3 separate regions of the Muntiacus reevesi genome follow, and all the other regions are linked to region 2. A link is a contact called in public Hi-C data. All regions are on one chromosome and are shown on one strand. Each heading gives the region's core, a stretch centred on a gene start, on an enhancer-like site or on the middle of the called end of the contact. The rest is flanking DNA. Distances are from core to core; before and after follow the strand shown.

Evidence for each region. Hi-C and Micro-C count contacts between places; a contact is called where the count stands out from the background.
Region 1: a contact with region 2 is called in a Hi-C map of blood, with 5 times the contacts expected there. The contact joins the promoter of FBXO9 here to the promoter of TMEM14A in region 2. A contact is called at or near these places in 2 of 3 Hi-C or Micro-C datasets (blood and muscle).
Region 3: a contact with region 2 is called in a Hi-C map of muscle, with 7 times the contacts expected there. The contact joins the promoter of EFHC1 here to the promoter of TMEM14A in region 2. A contact is called at or near these places in 2 of 3 Hi-C or Micro-C datasets (blood and muscle).

What each region holds. Positions count from the first base shown.
Region 1 is chr20:26,365,198-26,369,949 of mMunRee1.1, forward strand. It overlaps FBXO9 (F-box protein 9), which reads left to right and starts at 1,918. Exons shown (of 14, transcript XM_065913184.1): 1 at 1,918-2,056. The coding sequence starts at 2,054. It overlaps LOC136151782, which reads right to left and starts at 1,660. Exons shown (of 2, transcript XM_065913191.1): 1 at 1,359-1,660.
Region 2 is chr20:26,146,488-26,150,890 of mMunRee1.1, forward strand. TMEM14A (transmembrane protein 14A) reads left to right here and starts at 2,470. Exons shown (of 6, transcript XM_065913097.1): 1 at 2,470-2,605.
Region 3 is chr20:25,941,273-25,946,081 of mMunRee1.1, forward strand. EFHC1 (EF-hand domain containing 1) reads left to right here and starts at 3,153. Exons shown (of 11, transcript XM_065912098.1): 1 at 3,153-3,310. The coding sequence starts at 3,248.

The sequences.
Region 1 (4,752 bases), core at 668-3,167, 220 kb after region 2:
ATTTTTGAAGTATTTAAAATGATCAGTTTTAGTCAAACTCAGTTGATCAAGCAATAGGCAAATGGACTGTCCTGATCTACCTTTAACAAGGGTACACTGGGCTAGTAAGTGGCTTAGGTCAGTAGTCCTAGCCTAGGGAAAATTATAACCATGTATTACATAATATGATGAAATAATACAGCCCTGTAAAAAGGTCCAGTGGATAGAGTGAATACTTTTCTAAAATTGAAAAATTTAGATAACATAACAGCATTTTAATAAAGTAGATGCTCAATTTATTGTTACAAATACTAATTATTGTTTTATTAAACTTTATTATTTACTAGAATAGAATAATAGATATAATCTGTTATGAGCATTCAACCAGTTTAATGAAATAGACTAGTTCTGAAAATATTTCAATATTCAGTCCTCATTTGCAAAACCGATCTTTTGTATTCATGAATCAAATACAGCATTTCCTTCTACTTCTAGACTACATCTAGTCTTTCTCCCGTTTTAATTTCAAAATATGATTTACAAGACGTCATTGGGAGGAAAATCATCATTAAAAGACCTAAGCCCTAGAGTCTCCTTTAAAAACTAAAAACTGGTAAACTTTTAGTCTCCTTTAAATAAGAATATACTTTTTACAGGTAGCTGACTTAGGAGGCAAATGAAAACATACCCACCAGAACGATGGATCCTAACATTAAAAGATAGTAGTTGTGGCTTCCATAATGTAGCTCACCATTCTGCACCCCTCCCTTTCTTTTTTTCTGCCTCTGTTTTTCTGCAGAAAAATGTACTGCATTACTAAGATCTAAATAAACAGAATAAAATAACGGATAAGAGATTTAAACTCTTGTGAATTCGTGGAATCACGAGTAGGGCTTGGAAACCTGGTGACTATTAGTACCCCACACCTAGTAGAAATCTCAGAAACTCCATAAATGTTTGCTGAAAGAAGGTAAGAAGCTCCAAGGCTAGGTTTACACATAGCATGCCAAAGTCAGTATTTAAAACAAAGTCAAGTGTGGAAAAGTAATATACCGCCAGCCAAACCCGAATGCCGTCTGCGGAAGTGAAATCAGGTGTTTGGGCTTTAAGAGGCGGGGCCAGAACAGCGTGCGAGTACCGGCGCTCTACGTGGAATGGCTGACTACAAATCCCACTGTGCCGCGGGAGCCGTCGCCGCGAACTATCGGGGCCGGAGAGCCCCAACGTCCTCCTTGCGTTGCATGATGGGGTTTGCAGTGCGACGTGCGTTGCGGGGAATGGGGGGCTAAGTTTTCTCTCGGGCTTTTCTCCTGAGCGCCTCTTTTTCTCAACCTCCAGAACCGTGTTTTTGAGAAGCTTAGTAATTATGACGGACTTACGATAGTGGAATTCCACTGTTTGCGGTCCTGGGTTGGGATTCTAGCCACTGTCGCCGAGAACCGTGTAGCGACCACCCCGAGCACCCAATTCGATGCCTTAGGACCGCTTGCCTGAGGGTCTTAACTCTAAGTTTGAGTTAACGGCTGTTCAAGTTTGCATAAGTTCACTGAGCCGAACACTAGGTCGAGTTTGACTTTCGGACACCCGATGTCCCTCCTGGGCTGTGCCTCGTGCGCAAACCAAGCGAATGTCCCTCGGCTATCCACCGGGCAGCGAGGGGGCCGCGGAGCCGGGCGACGGCGGCTCGGCAGTGCGCATGCTCGCCGCGCCGGCGCAGGTTTCCGCGGCAGACGAGCAGCTCCGCTGCGGCGTCCGGGGTTTCCAGCAGGGCCGGCGCTCCCGTTCGCGCAGAGTCCTTGGCCTCGGCGGGCACTCGGCGTCCCTGCGCTCCGCGAGTCCCCGGCCGCCGCCCCAGCGCGCCGCGATCTGGCCCTCTGCCCCGCGAAGATGGCTGCCGTACGCCGGGCCCGCAGTTACTGCCGCTGCCTGGTGCGCTTCTCCGACCGAGAACTCTGCTAAGCCCCGCTGCAGCAGACGGCAGGAGTAGACACCGGACTCGCAGCGCACCTCCTCGCGGGGGCGGTGCCGAGGGGGCGCCGAGAGCCCCTCGGCCGCGGCCGGCCGGCCAGCCAGCATGGTAAAGCGCCGAGGGGCTCGGGCGGGCGGCGGACGGGAGGACCCGGGCCTGCGGAGGGGAGTGGGGAGGAGGAACCTTTGAGGGGTGGGGTCTGCAAGGCTACCACCATCCTGGGGTCCTCGTCTGAGGGAGAGGATGGTGGCAGCCTTGCCAGATTCCTGGAGTTACTTCCTGAGGAGCACCCCCGCACCCTTCCCCTCCACCCCACCCCCCAAGCTGGGGGCTCCAGGTTAGCAGAGAGGGATTGCTGGACGGCCGAGAAAAATGCCTCTCTTCGGCCTGCTGAGGACATTGAACCAATCTCTTTCCTTTATTAAAAGCAGCGAGCGTAGATTGAGGTGAGCCGTCGCAGTATCTGAAATCGGGAGGGAGCTTTGGCAAGTGAAGGCACTTGTTGATCGCCGTGTCTCCCCGCAAGAAACCCAAAAACAAAACCTGCCCAGCGAGCCGCCATTCTGGCCTTTTAAGGCGTCTTGAGTTTAGGACGCACCTGCCCCAGGACGCGGCTGTGCCTAGGGCAGGGTTTTGGCCGGCGGTTTGAGGGATTCTGTCGCATTTCACGGCCATGAAAGCCCGAGTGGTCCAAGTGGAGAGACTGAAAAGCTCTAGAAGTTGACAACGCAGGTTCCATGGAGCTATTGCGTGCTGGCAAGGGTACTCTCTGCCCCCTGTTACTTTGCTTTGGCTCCCAATAAATTGTCGATGTGAGAAACTTAACTATGGCCAAGTTGAATCTTCAAGAGCGAAATGATACCAAGCTCATTAGTTTATAGTAGACACCCAAGTGTTTAGGAATGTATGAATGGTTGAATGAGTTTATGAAGTCAATTTGGAGAGTATAAAAACACTAATTAACTCTGCTTCTAAACTTTTAGAGATAGTTCTCTGACCAGGATTAAGCACTTAACTTTGGGTATTAATCCCATCTGTGAAACAGTAAAATGATGAACACATGAGCTACTCTGGTGAAAAGTGGTGTTAAGTCAAACTCAATTATGTAAAACAAACTGAATATCTCTGCATGACAGCCGAAGACCTACTTATTTCAAGTGGTATTTGAGTTGAAAAATGCGGTAAAACCCCAAATTTGTTTTTGTCATACTGTCAAAATCAAAGTCACAGTGGATTAGAGCTCTATTATAACACAACTCGAGGAAGATGAAAGATTCTGTCTATATTATCCATTTCCTGTCTCCTTACCTCATCCTTGAGCTATGCATTATATATTTTCATGGCATTTTATTTGTTAATTCAGCCAATTTTTTGAGCACTTATCGCCTGGCATAGTGCCAGACCCCAGATCTTGTTGCCAATGCACTAATTCTAGTGAAAGAGATGAAATCTCAACAAAAAGTCTTCAGTGCTGTGATACCAGCACAAGTGTATAGGAAAACAGAAGAGGCAAGTAAAGGGGTCAGAAAATGTTTCCTACTAAGGTAGACCCTGAGCTGAGTCCTGAAGGATGAGCAGCAGTGTCCAAGAGGGAGGAGGAGGACACTGGCATTCCAGATGCTGAGAGAAGTAGCATGTGCAGAAATTGGGGGGGTGGGGGGGGCGGCGGTAGAGAGAGCAGGGGGAGCTCTTGAGGTCAGTTTGGGAGGACTGTTGAGTTAGAGGTGGAGGCTGAGTTACTGAGATACACCAGGGACTAAGGTCCCCTTCCATCAGCTGTCCTTAAAGTTTACAGTAATAAAGCAGACCCTTATTTGGGAGAGAAATACACTTGTTAGATGTATAAATTCAAACTCTTTTGTTGTGTAATTTGCATTAGTGATGTTCTTAGTAGAAAAAGTTCTCAGCTTAAAAGAGACTAAAAAAATGTTTTTGACAGTACTTATATTTTCCAGTTTTCTGGAAGTTCATCTGAGTCTCTGGCCTTTCTTGTTTATTTCTTCACCGACTCAGCCTTCCCAGAGTGCCAAGCACTTTAGCATATACTAGCTAGTTCGCCTCTTCCAGGCCCCTCTGTCGTAAGTCTGCTTGCAAGAGATAAGATGGGAAGCCAAGCTTATTTGTGTTGTGCTGTGAAGTAGTGCAAGTGTATCTCATTGCTGTGCTCAAAGATAGGTGCTAATACAAGCATCTTAGTCCCAGGAGCAAATTAGAACCCAAAGGTCAACTGTAAAATTTACTGTGTTTGGAATGAGTAACATTAAATAGATGGTATTCTTTTTATTTCTAACTAACCTTCTAGATCACTTCCCTGATTGCAGCATTTCTTTATAGGATTGAACACTTAAAGTGTTGAGCAAGTCTTATTTGCCAAGAGGTGTGTTAGGTAACAGACTGCACCCGGGCAGCATTTCATTTTCAGTGGAAGGTAGGATTCAGTTTTATTTAGCAGACGTTTATGGAGACTAAAAGGATAAAATTGGAAGGATACTGGCCTGGGGCCTCTATTAAGTCCTAAGCCATGCACAGTAATTCCAGCCCTTTATTCCACTTTAAGTCAATCCAGTGTATAAAAAACCTGGATTTATTTTTCAAAAAAGGAAGGGACTTCTTTACAAAAACCTTCACTGTTAACATCTCTTTGATTTTAATGAGTTTTTCTAGTACATTTAAGATATTAAAGTCATTCACACATCAGTAACATTCTCGTTTATATAAAGAAAAGACAATCATATATGGGCTATATGTTCAGTCACCCAGTGGTGTCTGACTCTTCGCGACCCCATGGACTGCAGCATGCCAGG
Region 2 (4,403 bases), core at 1,220-3,719:
CTTACTGATGTGCAAATGTCCTTGGAGGTCCTGCCTGAGCAGGCCATCTGCAAGTCATTCGGGCTCTCAGCCTTGCCCTTCTTTTCCTTCACATCCACCAAATACAACTTAGGAAACCCTGCATTACTGGGGACTGGGAGTTCTGCAGATCCAAAGGGGCCTGAGGATAGAAATCAGGAATTGGAGAACCTGGATGGGAAAAAGAAGTTTCTGTGTTCACCAACCTTTGACTGAAATTTAACATTTGTTTCCATTAGGAAAATAGGCAGCAAACCAAGTAGCACTGGTACCTGTGACTGTGTCATCCCCACAAATTACAGATATTCACATGTTACAGATACCTCAAAGTATTGTTGTATGCACCACTACTTAGAAGTTACAGTCATTTTTATACCCACTCCTAGAGCCCATGATTTAATAATGAAGCACATCTTTGGCACAGATTTAAAGGTTTACTACTTTAATAACTTTCCTTCTTTGGATAACCTTATTTCAATAAAACTGGCTTCCCTGGCAATCCTGTGCATTTTATCTTGTACGTTTCTCCAGGAGTGGTGGCACATTGAAAGTTAAGAATCTGCTGTGGATAATGAGCAGACAGCTTTACAAAAAAGGCAGAGGTGAATAGATTTTGCTGCACCCTTACCTTGGGCTCTAATCTTCCCATTAGATGAAGTAGGTGGCAGTTGGTGGCATGTAAGTTGAGAGGACTGTGGCCCCTTTGCCTAAGAACTTTCCTGTTCCCACATGTTGTTCATGTTGCTCTTTTTTTTAGATGAAAATAACTTGAGTAGGAATATCATGCTTCCAGCCTCTAAGACCTCAGTGACAGGGCTGGAAGGGATCTCAGCATCATAAATCCAGGCTCTGGGGTTCAGGGGTAATTACTTACTTGAGGAGGGTGATCATGTTAGTTAAAGATAACTGAGGTATCCCAAAGTTCTTGGTTTTATTCTGGATAGAGAAAGTGTCCTGGAAGTCTTGGGAGAGAGAAAAAGGGAAGGAGGGAGGAAGGAAAAGAGACACACACACATGGGCGTGCACATGTGTGGGAGAACACATGCACAAGGATTCCAACGTGCACTGGGCTAAGGATGGGTATAGAAGGGGATGAGGAGAGCTGGAAGAACTCAGCACCAAACCCCAGGATACCACTCTCCATTCACATTCCAGCGCCAGCCATCAACTCTCCTATGCCTCTCCCAGAACCCTGTTAACTCCCTCGGCCCACCTTAACACTTCTCAGATGTTAGATATAGTCACACTGCTTCCTTGAAGCACTTTTAAACACAAGGAGTAGATTCAGCAAACAAATTTCACAAGGTTTAATTTATATTCTTAGTTTTTTTTTTTTTTTTTTTTTTTTTTTTTAAAGAGATCCTATTATTCCCAGTCCCGCGGCATCCCTAGAGCTGCTTGATGAACCCTAGATGACGCTTCCCTGGTGGCTCAGACGGTAAAGAATCTGCCTGCAATGCGGGTGACCTGGGTTCGATCTCTGGGTTGGGAAGATCCCCTGGAGACGGGAAGGGCAACCCACTCTAGTATTCTGGCCTGGAGAATTCCACTTACAGAGGAGGCTGGCGGGCTACAGTCTATAGGGTCGAAAAGAGTCGGACACGACAGAGCGACAGCCTAGATGACAGCCTTCTTCAAATCTGAAGAGCTATTATATAAGGAAGAGGGTTGGAGTTACTGGCAGTGGCCTGGAAGGCAAAACTGGAGTGAGGTGAGAAGTTGTAGCCTGGAGGCAGGACTCACAGGTTTATCCCTGGGAATGCGTTATTCTGGAATTAGACATGATTTAGTGCCTTTCAGTTCTGGCACTCTGTACCTGGTCCCTTCAGGTACTTAAGCCCAGCAAATCCTGGCTTTTACCAGGATGCTGGTCTCCGCACCACATCTAGATAACGTCGTAGATGGTGCGATATACTGAAGGGTGCTCAGGCTTTGAAACCAGACCAACTCGGGTTCTAACCTTTGCACCCCACTTAGGAGTTAAGTCTGTGGAAAACTCCTCCGCCTCTCCGAACTTTAGCTCCCTCCGCTGAAAATGGGGTCAATCTGCTGGAGAGTACGTAAAAGGCCTGCTGGAGAGGCCCCACAAACGCCCCTTAAATGAAGGAATCTCTTCTCTGGTTAAAAATCGTTTGCTCTCTGGAATCCCCGTTATACCCAGGTCCACGCCCAGTCTCGCTCCGTCCAGCAGGGGGCAGCAGACTCCAGTCCCAGGATCAGGGCCAGACCCGAAAGCCTGGCGCCGGAGCGAGTGGCCGGGTCCCGAGCGAGTGACCAAGTGTGGCCGCCGCCTGGGATGCTAGAGCGCCGGCAATGCAGGTGGTACAGGCAAGTAACAACCTCCGCTGCGCCGGGAGGGAACCGACCGGGTAGGACCGAGCTGCGGAGGAAGGGATGCAGCGCATGCGCGTGAGGGGGAGGGGCCGGTGCTTCCTGGAACCAGCAGCCCCGCCCAGTGCTGGGAGGTGAGCTCTCAGTGGGAAGGCGCTGGCGGTGAGCTTAGCTTTTCGGTTCCAGGTACGAAGTTTTCCTGTAGCTGGCTCCCAACTTTTTTCTTTTCACCCGCGGGGAAAGCTTGAGGCTGCAGGTGAGCTGTACATCTAGCTGTACCTCAAGATCTTTCTGCCCGTAATTTTCATGCAAAGGTGCAGAAACAGGCAGATAACGATGCCGAGAAACTTGGGAAGATTTTGCAGGGGGTGGCGTCTCCTCTTCCGGGTATCGCTTCTCTCCTTTTTCTGGGAAGTCCCCCAATTTCTTCCTTCCAAGGTCCTGAATCTCCTACCTGTCCTCCCTCCTCCCTTCTCGGAGCTAGGGAGAGATGGAGAAGGGGGTGGGGCCCTTGGATCAACGCAGAAATGCATGGTAAGGTTTCAAACCTTCCAAGCACCATTCAGACTGCACTCGAAAGTCTTTCGAGCCCCCAAGGAGTTCAAAGGTAGGTAATTATTGATACTTAGCATATGCAAATGGTTTTTATATAATAGCTTAGGGAGATCTCTTAGTGGGTTCTCCAAATTTTGGAGGGCTAGGGACAAGGCAGGGCCCTGTCACCTAGTTTTGTGCGCTGTGCAGTAAATCATTTTGCTGCATTGCACCCAATATGCTTTCTGGCTTTTCCAAGGGCTGGGCTTTGCATTTGCGATGGGAGCACTTGATGCGTCGCCCACACCATCCTCATTCCCGTCCCCGCCTTGTTAACGCAGCCTCTGGCTTTCTTGTGTAATTCTGAGCAAATCAAACGGTCCTGCAACGGAAAAGGAGCGACAGGGCGAATTGCCTTTTGCTTGGATTTTCGCTGTAAAACCTTACAAGAGCTGAGAATAGATTTCTTTTGCCTCCTTAGAACACTCAGTTCACTAAGGAGATGAAGGGATTTTTCCTGGCAATAGAGCTATGCTAGGGTAGGTCAGTTACAGAGTATCTTAAGGCAGAAATTATTCCTGAGTTTAGTCTTGAAGGAGCTTGACTGGTGTGGAGGAGAGAGAAGGTCAACCGAAGTGACTCTGCATCAGGGGCCCAGGAGAGGGTCAGAGGAAAAACTGGGGTGGGGCTGGGGGCTCAGAGGAGGGAAAAGGAAACAGCCTTCCACAGCAGGTGATTGACTTAAGGAAAAAATTAGGTTCCTGTTACCACCTGATGATAAGTGATTTCTCTCATAACTTCACCTCTGTATGTAAGGGTGTTTCCTGACTGTGTCTTGATCATCTTAGACTGAACATGTTTCCCTGTCTCAGGAAACAATAGCAAGGCTCTTCTCCCCACTAGTGGTCCAAGCCAGAGATTCATCCCTTCCCTGACAACCACCCCCCCCCCCCCACACACACACCCTGGGTTTGTTGATTCAACCACCTGACCTGTCCACCTCACTCCACTTTCATTTCTCCAGGCCAGACCACCATCATCTCTTGCTTGGCTTACTGCTTCAGACCCGCAGCCCACCTTCACCAGACCCCCTTTATAGGGGTCCAGGAGTCGTCTGGCCCTTGCTCACCTGCACCCCGTCTTTTTACACCGCTTGCACTTCTCTCCGTTTTAAAACCATGCCATGCTGTCTCATGCCACTAGGCTTTCGTAGGCGTCTCTCTTCTGCCTAGGACACACCCCTCCTTGCCAGCCTCCTTCCTTGCTTTCTCCTGCCCTCCTCAAGGCCCCAGCTGGGTCCCTGCTTCCTCACAGAATGAAGCTTAGGCTCCCAGCCTGGGAGGGTGAAGCTCCTGGTTATAGGGCCTGTGCCTCTCCTCTGAGGGCTCCCTCATGCAGCTGCCGCCTCCCTGGTGCCACACTGGAAGTCCTGGAAGATCAGGGCCATGTCCATCAATGGGGTTTTCCGTCTCTTCCTGCTGCCGGCACATAGAAGACACCCAAGAAATCATTGTTGATGT
Region 3 (4,809 bases), core at 1,903-4,402, 200 kb before region 2:
CAAACCTCATTGAGTTTGCTTTACACAAACCATACTGTACCACTTTTATCCAGCAGAGGGCTGTAGTGCATCACAGTTATTGCATAAAGCCGGCTGAATATTAATTCTGTGATGTTAAGGTACTAAAAAATAACGATGTCCCAGAATTGTAAACAAACTCTGGGTAAAAGCCAACTCTGGCCAAAATGCTGGAAAAGGAGATTTATTTAGGCAACTGCTTGCAGGCTCTGCTGTCCGACCTCTCCCATCAAGAGTCCCTGAGAGATGTCATCCTGCCCAAGAGGCCCTCTATCAGCTTCGGCCTCCTGGAAGTCTGATATTCCCTAATTTTTCCACCCCCCAAGTTTCATAGCACCCTCTAAGGTCATGCAACGTCCCTATGGCCTTCTGAGTCCAGGCTTTATGTTCAGCCTTCCTAACACGGCACTTTGCTCTTTAGCTGCCTGGGATGGTCAGGCTCCGGCCCTCTCTTGTATATTCCACAAGGTGAGAAATGGTGAATGCAATCCATGCTGATTCATCATGTTTAGGAGAAACGGGATGTAAACTCTTAATCACACCCCCCTTCTCAGGTTTCATGCAGTTTTCTGAAGCCCTGTCTTACCTACTCCCCCCAACCTTCTTCACAGACACGGACCTGTGCTTAGCACAGTTGCAATACTGCCTGGCTTCACCTCCTCAGAGGCCTCCTTATGAGGCCACAGACCAAGAGAAGTTTCCTTCACCATGCATGTCTAGGTCTGAAAGTAGTTGAAACACTCTATTAAGGGTATCATAGTGTGCCCTTCTGGAAAAGAAAGGCCTTTGACCAGAAGGCACTGCCCCAATAGGAATAGATGCCATAAAGGACAAGAAACTTAGGAAGGACTCACTGTTTCAAGTCTTTGGGCTCTTTTCCTACCAGCCCAGGGAATACAGACCCCAGTGCAACTCTACAATGAGTCCAGGGGGGCTTTTCCAAGTGTATCCTAAGGCCATGGATTTACTTTAATTGAGAGAAAGGGTGGGGGGGGGGGAGGTGCGCGGATGGATCGTATAACTAGGAACAGTGTAAGTTTATCATGAAGAGTCAGCAAGGATCATAGTGTCCAGTGACTCTGAGGCTGAACTTGCCATCTTGAAATATTTTCCCAGTGGCTGACTTCTGTCAAATGAAAAAAAAGCAAAACCTAAAAGTTGAGAATTATGTTTTATTCAGTGGCCTTTTTGAGGACTCAAACCAGGAAGACAGTCTCTCAGCTCCAAACAACTACCATAAAGAGGTAAGGGAGGAGCCAGGAGCTTTTGCAACAAAAAACAGGTGGTCAGAACATAAAAAAATTACTGTTAATTAAAGAAAACCAGACATCTCAAGTTAATGAATGAGTGATTTTCTTTGTATGAGAAGATGCAGGAGTCTGGGCTCACTGAACTCATTCCTTTGATAGGCATCTTACCATCCAGGACCAGTATTCTGCTTTTCTCCATCCTAAATCCCCTCAGTATGCACAGTTGTGGATGACTTCTGTGACTCATGGCTTAATGGCTGCAACATCTTTTTATTTACTGATAAGGTGACATCCTTTGTCCACACTGCCCTTCTAGGTCAGTGGCTAAGATAAAATGTAATAGACAGATACTTTTAAAGTCTTTAGTATCATTACAATGCATTGATTCAAAAAATGTATTAAACACCTACACTAGGGCACTACACCAATAAAAAATAAAAAATCTGGAAAGGTGAAAAAAGGAGTGGGGGACAAAAATGGGAAATAGAAGTAGTTAGGGGAGAGCAAGTGTTATCAGAAAAGAAACTCTTTGGGCAAGGTGTGGAGACAGCCACCAATAACTACTTCACATGCCATTACTGGATTGATGTCCTGGGCCCCCTGAGGTTTATGCCTGTTAGTGAAACCCATCAGGGGGATTTGCTCTGACAAGCAGCAGCAAAACTAAAGCCTTTGTCTGTACTGGCAGTAAACCACCCATGACATGGATGCCTTTGGCGTGAAGCTTCCTACTCTATCGCACTCCGTTAAACTGGCTCATTCTCAGAAACAGCTGTTATAAAAATCCGATGCCTGGGCCCCATTTCAAACCCAGTGAATCCAATGTCCAGACATCTGGGTTTTGTTTTTCTTTTTAAGCTCCTTAGCGCTGCCGATAGCTTGTTTTTTCTTTCTTGAAGATGTTTCAAGAACAGTATTACATTTTTTAAGGGATAATAATGTAAACAAGTTTTGTAAAAAGAGTACTGACGGTTTTGACAATTTATCACTGCACTTATTTGCTTTTCTCCTATGACAAATTTTTCTTGGAATATGTATTTCCCCTCATGGGTCTTAACTTTTTATTGCAACTGTAGGTAGTGGATACTAGAGACTCGGAGAATCGACAGGAGCGCCTTGTAGCTCTCCAGTCAACAAATATTGAGTGTCCTGCGGTGAATGTGTAAGATGGATGGGGGATGGGGTGGTCCATCCACCAAGGCCTGTGAAGGAGGATGTAGGAGTACATGTGCTGCGCTTAGTCGCTCAGTCGTGTCCGACTCTTGGCGACCCCAGGGACTGTATGTAGCCCGCCAGGCCCCTCTGTCCATGGGATTCTCCAGGCAAGAATACTGGAGTGGATTGCCATTTCCTTCAGAAAGGTAAAGTAGGAAAAAACTTGAATGCGGTAGTTGGAGGATTAGGCACCAGTCAGTTGCTTTTGTTTATTGAACATCCTTGAACAACAGAAATACAATCATGAATAATTCTCAGTCCCTGGGCCCAGGGAAGCACGGGTTCGGGAGAAGTAACACTTTCAACCGGAACCAACCAGTGACACTTCCGTGTGAACTGGGACAAGAGCCTTTTTCCCACAGGTGGAAGAGCGAGCGGGCGGGGCGAGGTGAGGACTGGGGTGGAGCGAAGGAAGGACCGCCCCTTCCCCTGTAACTGATCTAAGGCCCCGCCCGGAACCCAAGCCCTCAAGGGGAGAACCATCACGTCATCCTACAACCACCTCCTCCCGCCCCGCGTTCTCACGTGACTGCGCGGGGCGGGGCTAGCTCCCCTCGGCCACACTCCCGCGAGAACGTCTAGTCCACGGGCTGCGCACGCGCGGGCCGGGCACGCCTGCGTCTCAGGCCCCGCCCCTCTTCCGCGAGCGCTCGGCGTGTTTGGCGTTACCATGGAGCTGCCGGGCCGCCCAGAACGCCGCTGGTCCCCCTGGCAACGCGGGAGGACCAAACCCGACCCGGGTGGCGGCGGCGGGAGCGGCCGCAATGGTGTCTAACCCAGTGCATGGCCTGCCTTTTCTCCCAGGCACGTCCTTTAAGGACTTAACGGTGAGGACTTCTCCGGCCAACCCCCTGACCCCACCTCCTGGCAGCCTCGGAGGGCTCGCAGCAGGTTGCGTCTCTTCTCGTCGACGCGAGTTTGTCGTTTTCCCCTTCAAACCCTCTTTCTGCCCCCAACTCTGTTCTCCCCACCACCACCACACCCGACCTCACCCTCTTTCCCCAGTTTGCTCCCAGCCCATCCCTCTCTGGTTTTTCCACTCCATCCTGGCAGTCTGTTGGCCTCCCAGCGTTCTTCCTTGCTGCGCTGCTCTTGCTGGTTTTCCCCACCTGGTTCCCGAGCTCCCTCGGCCTTCTCTCTAGCTCATTCTCCCTTCTGCGTACCTCTCCTGCCCAGGTCCATCCTTAAACTCTTCTTCCCTCAACCTGGGCCTCTTCCCCGACTCAACCTCTACACGCCTTCGTCCTTATTTCCACAGCCCGATCCCACCCACTCTCCGCAAGCCCATCATTGCCGCCCGCATTTTTCCTCTTCTGAATCCTAGACCCAGTAATCGCTCCCACTCCCAACTCCATTTCCACCTGTTGGCTTCTTTCTGCCAGGTGCTTTGCCGCGGTCTCATTTATGCTTCTACGAAGCCCTATCTCCTTTTCTGTCCAGCACTTCGACTTTTTCTGCAGTCTTGTTTAATCTTTTTTCCCCCAAATGCTCTTGCTCGTAAAGTTAAATTTTCAACACTTGGCCAACTTCCTCCCAAACCATCCTCAGGTGATTTATGGGAGAAAATTGCGCTTTAGTTCCCTCTGCCACAATTGATGTGTTCTTGTTTTTTCTTCCTCTAGCCCTTTTCCCTTTTAACATTTTTATAAAAAATTGCTGTTTGGATTTTGTTTCACTCCTCCCCTACCTTAAGTGTTTTTAGTTGTATCCTCTAGACAAAACTGAAGAGAAAAAAAAATAGACTTGTGTTTGTTTTTTTTCCCCTCTGACACAGTTTAGCCCTTGACAAAATTATGATTTTAATACTGAAATTTCAGGGTTGCTGAAATATGTGTTGGAAGGTCAGCATTAAGATTCAATAGACTGATTTTCAAAGATGAAACAATAATCATTTATATTTTTGTAGTTTAACAATTTAAACTATAAGTTCCTCTCCTTGGTCATAAAGGTAAGGTAAAAAAAACTGGAGACTGACTGCTCACTTGGCTCTTCCTTTCCTGTTGAGGGGAAGTTGTCTCCTGGCACTGAACAGTGCTGGTTCGGAGAATGGGATAAGGCAGACAAAATGAGGTAGTCTTCCTTCTCTTCCTGTATGAATATTCTTGGTTTTTTTAATCCCACTGTGTTGCTGAAACCTCCTACATGGACCTCTTCCAGAGCTCTTGTTTGTGGATAGCTGTCCGACCACTGATCTTTGTGGAGTGGTGGGGAGGCTGGGTCTCTGTGCCACTGTTTTGATCTCCTTCCTTCAAAAATATTTCCTTTTCACTTTTTTCTTTTTTATATAATCTTTTGGTTTTCTTCCAGTTTTCAAAAAGAATGTGTT